2 separate regions of the Mus musculus genome follow, and region 1 is linked to region 2. Evidence: chromatin contacts called from public promoter capture Hi-C data. All regions are on one chromosome and are shown on one strand. Each heading gives the region's core, a stretch centred on a gene start, on an enhancer-like site or on the middle of the called end of the contact. The rest is flanking DNA. Distances are from core to core; before and after follow the strand shown. Region 1 holds the start of Ube2u (ubiquitin-conjugating enzyme E2U (putative)). Region 2 holds the start of BC062258 (a long non-coding RNA gene).

Region 1 (3,829 bases), core at 1,038-3,537, 550 kb after region 2:
CCAACATATATAAAGAACTCAAGAAGGTGGACTTCAGAAAATCAAATAACCCCATTAAAAAATGGGGCTCAGAACTGAACAAAGAATTCTCACCTGAGGAATACCGAATGGCAGAGAAGCACTTGAAAAAATGTTCAACATCCTTAATCATCAGGGAAATGCAAATCAAAACAACCCTGAGATTCCACCTCACACCAGTCAGAATGGCTAAGATCAAAAATTCAGGTGACAGCAGATGCTGGCGAGGATGTGGAGAAAGAGGAACACTCCTCCATTGTTGGTGGGAGTGCAGGCTTGTACAACCACTCTGGAAATCAGTCTGGCGGTTCATCAGAAAACTGGACATAGTACTACCGGAGGATCCAGCAATACCTCTCCTGGGCATATATCCAGAAGATGCCCCAACAGGTAAGAAGGACACATGCTCCACTATGTTCATAGCAGCCTTATTTATAATAGCCAGAAGCTGGAAAGAACCTAGATGCCCCTCAACAGAGGAATGGATACAGAAAATGTGGTACATCTACACAATGGAGTACTACTCAGCTATTAAAAAGAATGAATTTATGAAATTCCTAGCCAAATGGATGGACCTGGAGGGCATCATCCTGAGTGAGGTAACACATTCACAAAGAAACTCACACAATATGTATTCACTGATAAGTGGATATTAGCCCCAAACCTAGGATACCCAAGATATAAGATATAATTTGCTAAACACATGAAACTCAAGGAGAATGAAGACTGAAGTGTGGACACTATGCCCCTCCTTAGATTTGGGAACAAAACACCCATGGAAGGAGTTACAGAGACGGAGTTTGGAGCTGAGATGAAAGGATGGACCATGTAGAGACTGCCATAGCCAGGGATCCACCCCATAATCAGCATCCAAACGCTGACACCATTGCATACACTAGCAAGATTTTATTGAAAGGACGCAGATGTAGCTGTCTCTTGTGAGACTATGCCGGGGCCCAGCAAACACAGAAGTGGATGCTCACAGTCAGCTAATGGATGGATCATAGGGCTCCCAATGGAGGAGCTAGAGAAAGTAGCCAAGGAGCTAAAGGGATCTGCAACCCTATAGGTGGAACAACATTATGAGCTAACCAGTACCCCGGAGCTCTTGACTCTAGCTGCATATATATCAAAAGATGGCCTAGTCAGCCATCACTGGAAAGAGAGGCCCATTGGACTTGCAAACTTTATATGCCCCAGTACAGGGGAATACCAGGGCCAAAAAGGGGGAGTGGGTGGGCAGGGGAGTGGGGGTGGGTGGATATGGGGGACTTTTGGTATAGCATTGGAAATGTAAATGAGTTAAATACCTAATAAAAAATGGAAAAAAAAAAAAAAAAAAAAGATGGCCTAGCCGGCCATCACTGGAAAGAGAGGCCCATTGGACACGCAAACTGTATATGCCCCAGTACAGGGAAACGCCAGGGCCAAAAAAAAATGGGAATGGGTGGGTAGGGAAGTGTGGGGGAGGGTATGGGGGACTTTTGGGATAGCATTGGAAATGTAATTGAGGAAAATATGTAATAAAAAAAAAAGAAGACTTGCCTTGGTCATGGTGTCTGTCCACAGCAGTAAAACTGTGACTCCGACTAATATAGAAATTGGTACCAGCATAGTGGGGTATTCCTGTGACAACCTGACCATGTTTTGGGGAGGACTGTGGAAGGACTTTGGAACTTTGGGCTAAAAGATCCATTCGGTGTTAAGAGCTCTGTGAGATCAAGAGCAATGTGGCTGAATAAACCCTTTCCTCCCATATTTGCTTTGTGGTCATGATGTCTGTGCAGGAATAGAAACCCTGACTAAGACAGGGGATGAATAACTGGGGTAGAAGCCTCCCTCATTGGGAAGCAGGAATGGTTTTAGCTTTAGAAATTGGAATTCCAACTTCAGAAATTTGGGAGGTTTTTGCAAAAGGCAGTTGGGTGATGAGCTTTGGGTACCAGTCATATATTTTTGTTACCTGACAGTCAAAGAGAAAGGTTCATAGTGGACAAGCACTATTGAGAAGCTTATGATTTATAGACAAGTCCTGGGCGCAGGGAAGACCCCCTACCCCACTGGTGTCCGGGTGCACTGAGGGGTGGGTGATGTCATCCTGAATGCTGACTTCATTGGCCTTCCCACTGAAACTGTTTGTCTATTGGCTAAGAGGACCTACAGTCCGGTAGCTGATTAGATGACAACCTCGCCCCGCCTCCAGAGGACTGTTGCTTGGCAACCAGTTTGCTTTGTCCCGCTGAGCTAACATAGCCTTTACTTGTCAGGTAGAAAGAGAACTTGGCAGTGCTGCTTCGGGTTTGCATTTTTTTCCTCTTGGCCAGCCAACAACTCCGGCATCTCTCAAGTGGTCCCCAAGTTTGTCTAGGGGTGGAAGCTGAGACAGCCCAGATAGGAAAGACCCCAGTCTTCCTTCGGGAAGTTCCCGTCTGGAGGAGTCAGAAAAGAAAGTCACTGTTAAATCCTAATCTTAGCAGTTACTTGACTACGGAGTGAGTAACCGTTAACCAGGGGTCAGAGGGTGACCGGAGACCTCAGTCAGGAACTCTGCCCTGAGTAAACCAAGACAAGTAGCAACCTCAGTATGTACTCCAAAGCTTACATCTTGCTGGAAAGAGAATTCAGGGAGTTAAAACGTGACACAAGAAAGGTAAGTACAGCAGCCTGAAGGGGTCTGTTTTCATCCAGTGATGCTGTTTAAGAAGCAGGTTAGTCCGTGTTTATTCTGTAAACCATGATTTAATTACACCAACTTTTCAACTACAGTATTCTTTAATAACTACTGTTTCAAAATAATGATGTAACAATTTTAAGTACATTGTGCAGGGCAATTCCTAGTGAGCTGAAGCCGTGAGTATCAGTCTGCCAAGCATGGGCTGGCAGGTTCAGGTTGCACTCATGAATACTGTAAACTGAGTCATGTTTTGTTTGCTGACCAGCAAACGTAATGCTTAGGGAAGAGTCAGTATAGATATGTCTCCAGGGTCAGGATCCTCCGCCTCCCTCCTCTTCCTTCCCTTCTCCTCCTCTTCCTGCTGCTTCTCCTCCTCCTCCCCTTCCTTCTTTGTTTGGTTTGGTTTGTTTTGGTTTTTCGAAACAGGGTTTCTCTGTATAACTGCCCTGGCTGTCCTGGAACTCTGTTTGTAGGTCAGGCTGGCCTTGAACTCAGAGATCCTCCTGCCTCCTGCCTCCTGCCTCCTGCCTCCTGCCTCCTCCCACTACCACCCGACACACTATATCATTTTCCAATCCTTTGTTTTTAATTTTCGTGTTCTACTGCATACTTTCCAGTACTTTCTTTCTTATGTCTTTGCCTTCTAATTTTAATGCAGAAGGAAAAAAAAAAAAACTACCCTTTGTTCCAATGTCACCAGTGAAGTTATTGGCATTCATTTGTGCCATGGACTAATATATGGAAAATGAAAAATAGAGAATGAGGAGAAAGGGAAGTGGCAAAAAGCAAACTTAGAAACAAAGCCATCCATAAAAGAGTGTGTGCAGAGGTGCTAACAATAGCCTTGGTGGTGGTAGTTCATAATACAAGTTCTGTTTTACTCCTACTATAAACACATTAAAAAAGAAAAAGCCCTCCTCAGAGATGCTTAAGATCAGCTATATAAACATTACAGATGCATGACCTCATGTTGAATAACATTTCTGTTCAATCTAGACATTATCGTTCTCTGGCATAATAGAACTCAGTGATGGGTTTATATCAGTACAGATAATGCATGCAGACAAATACAGTGCTCACCTTGACAGTCACCTAGCAAACGCAATCACTGTGCTGGCTCAGGAAGAATTTGCTGAA
Region 2 (4,077 bases), core at 1,160-3,659:
GGCAGTCTTTCCCCTTAGGGCTGTAACACTTGCATAAACAACAGCCCGAGGGATAATGCATGGAGGATGTATTAAGCTAATAAGTTTTAGATGGATTTGCTATGTGGCTGAAGCTAACTGCTGCATGTTCTGAGGTGAGAGAAGTACAGATCCAGTCTTAAGTGAACAGCTTCATCATACTTCCATAGACAGTTAAGACCTCGGGAAGGGCATGCATGGGTTCCGAGTCTGAGCCCAGCACTTTGTGTGATACCATTTGTTGAGTACTTTTTATTAGTACCTAGGTGAAAGCACTAATGTAAACTATATAAATCTAAAGTGGATGTTTGTAAGACTTGGAGGATTCTATGCTATATTTTCATTTTTGAGTTAGGTAATCTCAGTCACACTCACTATTCTACCTTTAACTAATTTTCTCACCTAATGAGTTTGAAAACACAACTTACTTTACAAAAATATGACTATAAGCTGTAAATTCTTAGGAAAATATTAGAAATTATGAGCAGCTGTCAGTTTCCACATAGCTACCACAGAAGCTCAATGACAGTGATTATAACCAGCTATGCTGTATACACATAAACTTCATATCCATATACCTATTAGCATTTGTTCTGAGGCAGAACTTACATATGTCAGCCAACCTCCCTGCTTGATCAAGAGACACCAATTAGCCACTGTGAAAGTATGAGTACAAGCTCAGTTCATGGGTTATCAGTATGTTCTAGTACTGCAACTGGAGAGAGGAGCTGATAATTTTAGGCTTGATAGGTTTTAAGTACAGTCTGATGACTGCATCAACTAATACTGATTTCACGTGGACTGTACTAAGCTGGGGTCATTTCAAGTCTGTATAGGTCTATGCCTCTATGGAATGTTTCTCTCTCTCTCTCTTTCCCTCTCTCTCTCTCTCTTTCTTTCTCTCTCTCTCTCTCTCTCTGGGTGTGTGTGTGTGTAGGAATACAGGCACAGTCATCATCACCACAACCTCTTTCTTGCAGAAATCCTTTTTGAAAGGTTTTACATTTGTTTAAGATGGACACTCACAGACTTAACTTTCTTAAAGGTATTTGTTTTCTTGGTATACTAAAATGACACATTTGTCAAGCAGAGACTCTTAACAAAAAAACAAAAACAAAAACAAAAAAAAACTAAGAAAGGCAGAAGAAAATATTCCTACCGAATAATCAAATCCTTTTTGACTGCCTTAGCTCTTGCTGTTTTCACAATCACTGGGTCCGCTGTCACAGTAATCCTTTGACGCCTTATAGCTGTATCTATGTTTATCTAGGCTGCCTTCAAAGTTTCCATTTCCTAGTTGTCAAACGTGATGGATGACAGACAGGCCAACCCTGGTAAGAGCCTGCCTGGCTTGTTCAGACCCAAACTGAGCTGAACTTCCTCAAGTGATGAAGGATTTTGTTTTGTTTTTCGAGACAGGGTTTCTCTGTGTAGCCCTGGCTTTCCTGGAACTCACTCTATAGACCAGGCTGGCCTCGAACTCAGAAATCTGCCTGCCTCTGCCTCCCAAGTGATGGGATTAAAGGCATGTGCCACCACCGCCCGGCGAGGAAGGATTTTATTATCGGAATTTCTCAGTGTTGTGAGCAGAAGCACGGAAAAATAAAACCCGTACTTTTGGAAGATCTAGAAACTATACACTAAACAAATCAGTTCTTCGGATATCCACAATCACTAATGAAGTAGCATGTGGCCCACAGCAAACACATAAAAAGTAGAAAGCTGAATATAACTTTGGGGTTGAGCCTGTCCTTGCAGAAAAAAAAAAAGTCGGAGGATGGCTTTTCTGTCTTTTAGACCAGCTTCTGGAATGTATACGTGACACTCTAGTCCAATCACAGTAACGTGCTGAACTCTTCGTCCTTGCACTATGATCGATAGATGAAGCTCTGCTCTCCAGTTAAAGAGCTAGTTTCTTTATATAGACCATTGGCTCAGGTAGAGATGTGTCAGTCGGGGAGACTCCGCCCCTCTCGACCCCGTGACCCGTCCCTCTTCCCAGGCAGCCGGACTTTGGCGAAGTGGGCGGGCCGTGGGCAGGCCCTGGGCCATCGTTTCCAGGGCAAGAGCAGAGCGGACCCTGAGCCCTCTGCAGCAGCCAGAGCCGCAGCCACTGTCGCCTCGCAGCCAACCGCCACCATGGTGAAGATCGTGACAGTGAAGACGCAGGCATATCCGGATCAGAAGCCGGGCACCAGCGGATTGCGGAAGCGAGTGAAGGTTTTCCAGAGCAACGCCAACTATGCGGAGAATTTCATCCAGAGCATCGTCTCTACCGTGGAGCCGGCGCTGAGGCAGGAGGCCACGCTGGTTGTGGGCGGGGACGGCCGCTTCTACATGACCGAGGCCATCCAGCTCATCGTACGCATCGCTGCAGCCAACGGGGTAAGGGACGCGCGGGCCGGGCTGAGCGTGTGCTACGTGCGGGCTTCTCTGGGCCGGCGCTTCCGTGCGCGCCACCATCCCGTCCCCGCCCCGCGCACGCTCCCTTGACCTTGGCAGTACCCCCGCCCCCACACCCCTATTCGGCTTCCCGTCCACCCCATCCCCCCACACCCCACGTTTCGCAATGGCTATGCCGGGGAAAGGTGAGCCCGCCGTGCAGACCCTGCGTGGCGCTGTGCTATTCTGGTCTGGGATTGGGGCACCTCCCGCTGACTCGAGGCCAGGTGTTGGGAGGGCCGGGGTGACCGGAGCACTCATCCCCCTGGGGCGTTAAGCCAGCGATCTGGGCCCGCAGGTGCCAAGCCTCTCTCCCTGCCCTCTGGTTGGCTTGGGAAAGGCGCTTCCTCCCCTGCCGGGCCTGCTGCCTGGGTTCAGGCTTTTGAAAAGTCCAGTCTCTGCTGGACCTGTTCCACCAAGGGGGCTGGACCTGAATTTTCATTAAAGCAATAACAATATACCCAAGGGCTCTCTTATGCAAGCTGTCCTGACAGGCCAGGAAATTAATGCAACGCCCCCAGTTCCGCCCCCTGGTTAAGAAGGTTAACTGTCTTAATTGAGCAGGTCCACTAGAGAGGTGAAACTTTTTTTTCTCCTATAAATCTGATGATTTGTAAATGTGGATTTGGAATTGGTTATTTGTTTCTACAAGATACTTTAAAAGAAGTTTTAAGGAACACGTTTTCTTTGTATATTTACAATAACATTGGACTTTCTCTCAGCTCCTCTGGGGCCCATTCCCTTCAACAATAACTTGTATTTCAACTTATTTCAAGCTGCCTTGCCAAGCACCGTGACAAACATTTCACTGGTGTGTCTCAAGAACCCTCTTGAAGCCCTATAAGGAAGACGCTATTATGGGTACTTTAAAGTCACCGAGGAGAGTACTAAAAAGCCTGGGCAGGTTAAAGAATTTACCAAAACTATAACGGGAACATTGAATCCAGCACGGACCTTCCGGTACCACTTGAGTGGCTTCTGAAAATCGAGGGACTCATAAATTGCAAGACCTTCTTTTTCCAGTTTTCAAGATCTAAACTGAGCTCTGTATGTAGACTTTCCTGGATGGGTCAGACATTGACAAACAGAGAAAGAAGTTGGGATTTGTATCTGTATGCCCAGGAGTGTTCAGACCACCACAGCTTTCCATGTGGGAGAGAGGCCGGTCAGCTCTGTGGGGAGGATCCCTTCAGCTCCACCCTTGCTCACAGGGGCCTCATTCAGCAGTCCCCTGGCCTATGCCCAGGACAGAGAATGGGTGGGGAAAAGGAAGGCTCCCAGGCAGGAGTGAGCCTTGTCGGTAGGAGCTTTTAGCATAGTGTGAGTTTTAGGGTTCAAATGGATTTCTGCCACTTTGGGAGTACTGTGGAGTGAGAAGGAAAGCGTGAAGACAACAACAGAAAGTTACTAAACATCATCACGCATTAGCCACTGGCCTGTTGCTCTTCCCTCTTTGGCCAAACTCTAATAGTTCCAGGATTCCTACACTGCCACTCGCCACCTTATCGTCGTCTAAGCCCTGCTGCTTCCGCCTCTCTGCTGAAACGCCCCCTCAGGGAGGGTGACTCTGCTTGCTCATTCCCTGTAGCACTGTTGTGGGCCTTTACCTATGCCCTG

Evidence for each region. Promoter capture Hi-C pulls out the DNA fragments that hold promoters and counts their contacts.
Region 1: a contact with region 2 is called in a promoter capture Hi-C map of hippocampal neurons, with 2.6 times the contacts expected there. The contact joins the promoter of Ube2u here to the promoter of BC062258 in region 2. A contact is called at or near these places in 12 of 39 promoter capture datasets (the 3T3-L1 cell line, cranial neural crest, embryonic stem cells and 7 more), 1 of 484 Hi-C or Micro-C datasets (uterus) and 5 of 115 datasets of contacts at active chromatin or transcription factors (the 230-238 cell line, embryonic stem cells and epiblast stem cells).

Annotation. Positions count from the first base shown.
Region 1 is chr4:100,476,580-100,480,408 of GRCm38.p6, forward strand. It overlaps Ube2u (ubiquitin-conjugating enzyme E2U (putative)), which reads left to right and starts at 2,288. Exons shown (of 10, transcript NM_001033773.4): 1 at 2,288-2,668. The coding sequence starts at 2,603.
Region 2 is chr4:99,927,409-99,931,485 of GRCm38.p6, forward strand. BC062258 (a long non-coding RNA gene) reads left to right here and starts at 2,410. Exons shown (of 2, transcript XR_003955079.1): 1 at 2,410-2,606; 2 at 3,237-4,077. It overlaps Pgm1 (phosphoglucomutase 1), which reads left to right and starts at 2,043. Exons shown (of 11, transcript NM_028132.3): 1 at 2,043-2,403. The coding sequence starts at 2,158.